Regions from separate parts of the Pan troglodytes genome. Here region 2 is linked to region 1. A link is a contact called in public Hi-C data. All regions are on one chromosome and are shown on one strand. Each heading gives the region's core, a stretch centred on a gene start, on an enhancer-like site or on the middle of the called end of the contact. The rest is flanking DNA. Distances are from core to core; before and after follow the strand shown. Region 1 has its middle 92 kb from the start of AQP9. Region 2 holds the start of ADAM10 (ADAM metallopeptidase domain 10).

Region 1 (4,632 bases), core at 1,189-3,688:
TGCAGCTCCCCCTTCCCCACACTCAGCCACCCCTCCCCAAGGTCCCTCTGTGGAGGGAAAAAGGCTTTGCCTCTCCTAGAGGGAACATCACCAAGGCAGATGGAATAGCTCATAACAAGGTCCATGTGCAACCCCTCACCTTTGTGTGTGTGAACATAGGGCAGAGGTAGGAGGAGAGGGGAGGGATAACGGAAGACAAGATTCTCCTTGCCCCAGAACCAGATATTTGCTAAATCTAGACCTGAAGGTAAAATTACTTTGCTCCTATCAGAGGACGTAGTTAGAGGGTGGGAAGAGGGGAGGGCCACCCTTCTTCTCCCCCCACACCCTTGCTTCTCCCATTTCCCTTAATTCTACCGGTTCCCTCTGTGACAACACTCCTGGGTGACAGGCTCTGGATCCCATCCCCACCCCAGAGAATCCCACACCCAGTCTAGGCCAGGTGCCTGTTCTACTCTGGTGCAGGCTGCTTTAGCCACTGTTGGGGAAGGGAAACGCTGGGCGTGTGGAGAGTGAGGGTTGGCGGCTTGCAAGGGGTCCTGGCAAGTGAGAAGACCAGTGGGTTCAGAGAGAATTAGAATTCCGTGATATATTCCAAGGAAACTCAGGCCTAGGATCTAAATGGAGAATGGAATGCAGCCAGGGGCTGGGAAGTATGAACTGGAATCTTTGCCTTCAATTTGCACATGATAACAATGCCCCTGAGACTAACATCTGGATAACAGAGCACTTGTACACACAGCATCTTGTTTGACTCTTATACCCACCTGGTAACATATAATTATGATCTCAATTTTACAGACCAGGAAAGCTAGCCCTAGGGAAGTGAAATGACTTTCCCCAAAGAAGCAGCAATAAGTGGGCTTTGAGTCTTCTGATCCCAGAGTATGTTGATGATAAAATAACTCATGAACTTTAGCAATTATTTCAGAATTCTCATGCTGCGGAATTAACAAAATAAAAAGAAAATAAAGAATATATAAGAAAAAAAGATTTACCTATGTAAAAGCAACCCCACTTACATCCCCTAATGTGAACTCCTAATCCTTGGGCCTAAAAATTGTGGAACTCGGTATGATAATGGACATGATGAATTGTGTCTGATTAATAAATTTCTTACAAGTTTTATTTATTATCACCTAATAAAATCTATACACATGATATTTTCACACGTCATGTTCTTCATGGTATCTGCTTACAATAGTTGCATATTCTCTAAGGGACTGCAGTATTCAATTATTTTATTAGGCTCATAATACTTCACAAGATAAAGCATAAAGCAAATATAAAGAGATGGTTTTTGCTCCAAATTGATGCTGAATTCTAAATAAGGACGATAGTATGAGACAAATTAATGTCTTTATAATTTGGCTTGTAAGATACAATTCCCAAAAGTGAGGCTCTTACCACACACAAAAATATGGAGAGGGGAGGGAGGAACCCGACTTAATTTAGGTACACTGCCACCAGGTGGAGGCCGAGTGCCACGGACTGTGAAGTCCAAAACAATAGGTGGAGGATTTGTTAAAATTACGGACTGTAGCTCTGGGTTCAAACCCTACAGACTTGTAATCACAAACGTTTCCATTTTTTATGTATTAGAAACATTTACTGGAAAATAAAATTCAAGCTAGTGATATACAAACATTTAAAACAGCTCTTTAGAAGGGTTTTACAAACTAAAACTATAGTTATACATCTTTCCCTTCAATCTCTTAAGGTTCTTTTTCTCACAAACACCTTCAAAGAAGGTGAATATTGATCCCTCCTAATGTTGTTTTAGTGTGAAACCCCTAAGATATCTGGAATGGGTTTGATGAAAACTTCCAAAGCTCCATTTCAGGCTCTGACCTCTTAGTCTCTCCTTCTCTCGGCCAGTATAAGAAATAGCGGTGAAGGGAATTGGAAGGATAGCGGTGGTGAAGGCTATGGAGGGAGACCGACTGTCCCCGTTTACCCAACACTGCCCCAGTGTTAGCACTGAAAGTCCCACACCCAGGGGCACCCCTAGTCCCAAGCAGACCAAAAGAAAAATATAGGCTTTCATTTCAGACTTGCTGCTCTAAGACCTTCATCTCTTCCCAATAGAAAAAAGCCAAATACTCCCCTATCTGATGAACCCCTCAAATCTCATGTATAAAAACCCTCCTTCGGTGTGAGTCTTTGCTGTGAGGTTAAGATTGTGCTTTGCATTTTAGGTGGAGGCAGGTATGATGTGTAGTAGATACACAAATGTATAGAGGCTGGTGAAGTTGCAGCGGGGAGCAGGTGGACAAGCTGTTTCAGGTAAACAGACAGGGCCTCAAGGAAGTCCCTCAGTTTATCATGCCAACCTCTTTGGACACCTTGAGGCCTCTGATGAGGCTGCCTGGTGGCAGGGAAGCAGGAGAGAATCTGCTCCAGCTGACACAGGATGTGACTCTGGAACAGAGGCTGGAGGCTCCTGGAAGGGATATATTTAGCCCAGCTCTGTTAATAGCTGACCCCTTGGATTGCCTCAGGAATGTAGCAAGCAGAGTTCTTCATGGTGAAATAACACATACAGGCTTATAACTTGAAAAGAAAACTGTCTTCAAGGAATGACCTTACAAAGAATGACTCCACAGGGACCAGATGAAAATGTTAATGTTATTTTGTGCATTGCTTTCCTGAGCACTTTATATCCATTATATTCATTTCCTGTATTCTTTCATGTAATTGGTACAACCATAATTTAGCTTTTCTTCAGGGCAAGAGTTCTTTGTCAAGTTCATGTTCTCGGGCAGAGTCCTAACAAATCCTGCAGGTATAGTACACCTGGTACCTGCCGACGACTATTGAGGAGGAAAGCCACAGGATGTGGTAACATTCTCAAAAACAGAGATCTAGTTAGAATTACCTCCAAATCCTGCAAAGAATGAAACGGAGATGCTGACCATGGGAGCAATGTCCCACTGGGATGGCAGGGAGATCTCACGTGGTGCCTACCAGGGAGCGGGTTGGGGGGCGGAGTTGGGGGCGGGGAGAGCACGGGAGTTCCGAGTGCTGAAGACTGCAATGGGAACAGACAAGGAACAAGGCAACACAATGGCACAAACACTGTTAGAACAAGACATTTATTTATTGAATCTGAAGCAGGAGAACTGAAGACAGCTGAGAAATATGGTTGAGTTCCTAACTCGACAATGAATAAGCAGACTGTAATTTACAATTGCATGGGTGTTAGGCTGCCATGTGTTACGTAAATAGCTGTGGGTCCCTTTAAGAACAGAAATCCAGTGAGGACAAGGCCCTTTTGTGATACAGACTGGCTCTCCTGACTCAGACCTATCTTGTTTTGCAGGGAATAAAAGGAAGCCCACTTGGATAGAGCTGCCAGATAAACTAGAGGACACCCAGTTAAGTTTAAATATCAGGTAAACAACAAACAAAATATATTTTTAAAATAAGTGGGTCCCAAATATTGCATAGGACCTACTTATACTAAACATGTTATGTGTTGTTTATCTGAAATTCAAATTTAACTGGGCATCCTATTTGCCAAATCTGTAACCCTACACCTGGGATCAAAAAGGAAAAGATAATGAGAGGGGAAGAGAAGCATTGCCATTAAGGCAAAGGAACAGGCACTTGTAGCAACATCAGAAATGCCCAAGAATAGGGGAGAAGCTCAAACAGTCAGAGAGCGTAGGGGCATGGAGAAGAAATGCTGGCCTCAGTAGCAAAAGCTCCCAAGAACCCCTCCAAATAGCTTCAAAGTTTTTCAGCTCACCTTGTTCCTGTTTGAGTGAATGGCCAGGTATTGAAAATTATTTTATTGGCCTTCTTGGGGCATATAACATTCTTTTTTTAATAGTAGAAGGCTGGACTTTCAAACTTAACTGGGCATTCCTGGCAAAATTCCTCTGATTAAAGACCCACTCAAATGAAGTCAAAGTGGGCTGGCTGGTGGGCTGGGAGAGGGTAGAGAGGTGGAGTTATAAATCCAGAAGGATGAAGAGAACAGGAGGGGATGTAGAAAGCAGACCCTGATGGAATTCTGGAAGTGGGAGAGCAGATAGGTGGAAAGGAGATCACCACTCTCCAAGGAGAGCCTACCGAGCTGGCAGGGACTTGAGCTCAGAGGGGCCAGGCACCCAGATGAAAGGAGAGTGGCATTTATCTTGAGGTCCTTGTGCTAAAGAGTAGAAACCAGCAGCCCCCACTCCCTTCACCAGTGGCCGACTGGGAGTCCCTTGGTGAGGAGACTAGAGAGTTGTTCTCTGCAGAAACTGGAAGGTAGAGAGGCTTCAGTCTTGGGAACTCCAGGTATAACAGAGCACAGAAGCAAGTCAGGTGGGCTGAAAACATTAGGAGCGATGGGATTGAACACGGGCACCTTCCTCTGCCCTGAACACACACTGAAGTCTCCAGCCCAGCCCCAGGCAGGGGAGAGGAAGGTTCCTCCCCAGAGAAAGGGAATGGCTGCAGAGAAGGAGCTGGAACTCCAGCTATAGCAGAGCACAGAAGCAAATCGGATGAGCTGAAAGAGTAGGAGCGATGGGATGGAACACAGTCAACTTCCTCTGCCCTGAATACACACTGAGGGCTCCAGCTCCGCCCCAGGCAGGGGAGAGGAAGGCTCCTCCCCAGAGAAAGAAAATGCCCACAGAG
Region 2 (4,632 bases), core at 586-3,085, 520 kb after region 1:
TTATCAGCTCTTAATCTATAATGTGTGTCTTGCTTGATGAATTGGATTGAAAAAAATTAAATAAAACGTGTAACAAAAAAATGAACACTACAAACTATAACAGAAGTCTGCCTGCGCAGTACCACCCTCGGACTCGGTAGAATACAGGACAGAAATACACTTGACCCTGCAGTCATAAGTCAAAGTGGCAAAGAAAAAAACAGAAACAATACATTACATGAAATAGATATTTTCTAAATTATCAAAGGCTACAGACACTCATCCAAAGCATTCCTCAAATTTTTTCAACCGTTGCTTTTAGGCACACCTTGAGGTTTTTAAGTTTACTCTGGGGCAAGTCAAAAAGCTTACCTAAAATAAAGCACTTTAAGCAAGAATAAAATGATGCAGCTGGTCCTAGAACACACCGGAAATAAAAATCGTTGTCTTCAAAACCCGAAACAAGAAATGACATGCTTTTAGCAAATTTGACTTTCATGTGCAGCGGGGAGGGGGCACTGTTTTGACAATCCACTAACTACACTGTACATCTACTCCACCTGAAAGTTTAACGAAACTCTTCAAGTTGGGTCACCCAGGGACCGAACTTCTACTCTAAGAGACCCAATCCAGCCTACAAATCAAAGAACATCCCCAAATGGTTTACCCTTCTCCCGACCAAACCCTTTCCCCTGGGCGACAAAATGTTTTCAATGAACACCAACACACCCTCCTGTGATCTCTCTCCAAACACAGGACACAGGAAGAACCGAGGCCACTAGTCTCAGATAAGCGGGTGATGACTGCTGCCACTCCACGGGCGGCCCCTCTGCAGAATGGGGTCGGTCAGGACCGGCGCGCCGGGTAAAGAACAATACACGAGCCCAGCTGCAAACAACACAACTTCCCACGAGTCTGCGCGGCGGGTCTCGGCGGCGGAGAGGACTTCGGAATCCGCCACCGGGCAGGGGCTGGGGGAGGAATGGTGAGCAGGATGAGCGCTGAACGAGGACGGCGAGACCGCCAGCCTCGCTGCGGCTGCCTGCACCGGCGCCCGCCGAGCAGACTGGAGGGATGCAGCCACCAGCCTGGGTTCCACCGCTCTCACCAGGCGACGCGGATGCCCCGACTTCGCTTCTCTGGGAGGCGACCCCCGCCTCCCGGGGCTGCCAGGGCGGTGGGGGGCGGGGAAGGCCTCGCCGGAGGCTTGGGAGCCTCCTCGGCCCGCCACCGAAGGGAAAGCGGTCGGGGCGCGGGGGACAATAGGGAGCGGGGAGCGCGGCCCGCCAGAGTGGCGCCGCTGGCCGGCTGGGCTGACTGACGCGCACGCCGCGAGGCGCGACTGGGCTCCGCTCGGCCCGGCCGCCGCTCCGCCGTGGTCGCGGCGCCCCCGGCGCTCGCAGTCGTGCCTCACCTCCCATCCCCGCCGCCCAGGAGAGGAGCAGAATTAACACTCTCAGCAACACCATCTTCCGCTGCCGCCGCCTCCTCACGGGTTAACAGCAGCACATCGATCCGGAGGGAGAAGCTGAAGGGGCTTGGTCCGGAGCCTCCACGGGAAGCCGGGACCTCCCCTGGCAGGAGAAACGGCGAAGCACCTCCCTCTCGCTCCACTTCAGGGGCCGGCAACGCTCCTAGCTCCTCCAAAACAGGGACCTCCCTCCCCCTCGTTCGTTTCCTTCCTCCCTTCCCCGCTTTCCTTCCCTTGCTCGTTCCCTCTTCTCTCCCCCCCTCCCTCGAAACTCAGACCTCCGCCTCCTTCCTCACCACGTGACGCGCGGGCACCCAACTGGCACGCGGAGCCGCGCCCCTACCTCCCGCCCCTACCCGTCCCCCAGGCGCTTCAGGGGCGCGCGCATGCGCGCGGGGGACGGTTCCCGTGCTGCTAGGCCTGCCGCCGCTTCCTGTCCGCCGGCGGAGAGCTGGGATTGGGCTTGGGAGGCGGGGTTTGTCCTGGTCCCGCCCCGGGGCGGGAGCGCTCCTACACGGAGATAGTGCTCCGCTACGTGTTAGAGCTGCTGAGGACCTTCCCTTGGGCTAAAATGGTCCGTGGAAGATGTAAGCGGGGCTGCTTTCCACTTCTTAAAGTCACAAGTAACAGAGGTTTTTTTTCTTCTTTTTCTGCCTCTCTTGGTGCACCACAGCTACCAAGTAAACAAAAAGTCCCAACAAGCAGTAATTACAGCGGCAGCTGCCCCAGTGATGCGAACATAAATGCAAAGACCTTCAAGCAGCAGGAAAAAAAGACACCGTGTCCGAGATGTAATTTTCCGAGCTCTTTACAAATTTATGTCACAGACTAAGGCTTTAGCCTTTGCAAAAGCATGCAACCTGAACCAGACTGTCTTGAATCTCCAGTCCAGAAAATGTCCTCTTTTTTCTCTCTCTGTCACATCTTTGAAGCGAATCCACGCACATCTTCTCCCCAACTTCTTAAAGCTTGTGTTTGTTTTCTCGTAACTCATTTTGATTCTTTAAACTTGGATGTCATGAACTAGAACTTTTTATGGCCATTTAATTAGATATTCTTCATCTATTTGGTATCGTGCTTGAGTAGGCCGAATTAGGGAGAGTGTGTGTGTGCGTGTGTGTGTGTAAATTGTTTTGTTTTGCTTTCTAAAGACAAGGTCTCCGCTGTCTCGCCAGGCTGAAGTGCAGTGGTGTGATCATAGCTCACTGTAACCTCCAACTCAAGCGATCCTCCCGCCTCGGCCTCCCACAAGTGCTGGGATTACAGGCGTGAGCCACTGCGCTCGGCCTTAATGTTATTGATACTGTAATAAACTGGAATTCCTATACTGTTACCTGTATATTTTATACCATTTATTACCATTAACATAAGTGAGAATTTTTTTTTTTTTTTGAGACGGAGTTTCGCTCTCGTTGCCCAGGCTGGGGTGCAATGGTGTGATCTCGACTCACCGCAACCTCTGCCTCCCAGGTTCAAGCGATTCTCCTGCCTCAGCCTCCCAAGTTGCTGAGATTACAGGCATGCACCACCACGCCCAGCAAATTTTTTGTATTTTTAATAGAGACGGGGTCTCACCATGTTGGTTAGGCTGGTCTCGAACTCCCAACCTCAGGTGATCCGCCCGCCAGCCTCCCAAAGTGCTGGGATTACAAGTGGGAGCCACCGAGCCCGGCCATAAGAGTCTTCTTTAATTCTCAGTTTGAGAAATGAATGATTCTAGTTTTGCTGCAACATTAATAAGCTCAAAAACGGACGTTTCAAAACCATCATAATTGTATCCATTTATAATGAGATACATGGAATCATCAAAGGATGGCAGAATCTCACGAATGGTTTTTTTTTCCTTCATTAAAATATTCAGTCTTAGGAAATAGTTACCTGCAGACATTACATCGCATATCACCTGTGCTTTTTACTAATCTCTTGTGGTAGTGCTGTCAACAAATGATATTTTTATTTTCCAGCTCTTAAACCACCTTATAGCATGTTTTCTGTTGCACAGTATTTTTATAATGAATTCCAGTGATTAGAGGCAAATGGCACTTTCCCTTAAAATTCAACTGGAAAAAACTCCAAAGCCATATTTTGCATTACTAAGATGATTACTGAAAATTACACTTATAAAGACTGTATTTTTTTTTTTAATTTTTAAAATGTATTTATTTTGGCCAGCCACGGGGCTAACAGCTGTAATCCCAGCACTTTGGGAGGCCAAGGTCCGCAGATCACTTGAGGTCAGGAGTTTGAGACCAGCCTGGCCAACATGGTGAAACTCCGTCTCTGCTAAAAATACAAAAATTAGCCAGGCGTGATGGCGGGCGCCTGTAGTCCCAGCTACTCGGGAGGCTGAGGCGGGAGAATGGCGTGAACCCGGCACGCAGAGCTTGCAGTGAGCCGAGGTCGCGCCACTGCACTCCAGCCTGAGCGACAGAGCGAGGAAAAAAAAAAAAGCCGGGCGTGGTGGCCTGTGCCTGTAATCCCAGCTAATCTGGAGGCTGAAGCAAGTAATCCCAGCTACTCAGGAGGCTAAGGCAGGAGAATCACTTGAACCTAGGAGGCGGAGGTTGCAGTGAGTCGAGATGGCGCCACTGCACTCCAGCCTGGGAGACAGAGCAAGACTCTGTCTCAAAAAAATTAATTAATTAATTAATTAAAAATAAAAATCAAATAGCCAGTGCAGTGGTATGCACTTGTAGTCCCAGGTACTCGGGAAGCCGAGATGGGAGGACTGTTTGAACCCTGGAGGTTGAGGTTGCACTGAGCTGTGATCACACCACTGCACTCCAGCCTGAGTAACACAGACAGACCTTGTCTCAAAAAAAAAAGAAAAACTGTATTTTTTTTATTTGTCAAGCACGAATGGCACTACATACCAGCATGCACGAATGGCATTACATACCAGCATGATAATGAATGGTATTCCAGTGTTACAAGTTTGGGCTACTATTTTAACTTAATTCATTATTGATATTTTGCAAATGTATGGAAAACTGATGAAATATTAAAGTATAAGGTCTGCATCTACACTATCACAGACTGCCTGGGTTTCACTCCTAGCTCTGCCATCTATAAACCGTGTGACTTTGGCCAAGTTTTTTTTGCCTTCTAACCTCAATATTTCTTTTCTTTTCTTTTCTTTTTTTTTTTTTAGACAGGAACTCGCTTTGTCACCCAGGCTGGGG

Evidence for each region. A called contact is a pair of places that touch in the nucleus more often than the background predicts.
Region 2: a contact with region 1 is called in a Hi-C map of induced pluripotent stem cells, with 2.2 times the contacts expected there. The contact joins the promoter of ADAM10 here to the enhancer-like site in region 1. A contact is called at or near these places in 3 of 7 Hi-C or Micro-C datasets (induced pluripotent stem cells and stem cell-derived neural progenitor cells), 1 of 1 datasets of contacts at active chromatin or transcription factors (stem cell-derived excitatory neurons) and 1 of 1 other capture datasets (stem cell-derived neural stem cells).

Annotation. Positions count from the first base shown.
Region 1 is chr16:50,242,268-50,246,899 of NHGRI_mPanTro3-v2.0_pri, forward strand. No RefSeq gene overlaps it. Among named protein-coding and RNA genes, the nearest start is that of AQP9, 92 kb to the left of the region's middle. Within about 2 kb of position 2,439, at least 10 of the 24 cell types and tissues checked have an H3K27ac peak or open chromatin away from gene starts, as enhancers often do. A contact at or near this core is called in induced pluripotent stem cells and stem cell-derived neural stem cells, where this site is marked.
Region 2 is chr16:50,758,790-50,763,421 of NHGRI_mPanTro3-v2.0_pri, forward strand. It overlaps ADAM10 (ADAM metallopeptidase domain 10), which reads right to left and starts at 1,836. Exons shown (of 16, transcript XM_001172405.6): 1 at 1,394-1,836. The coding sequence starts at 1,448.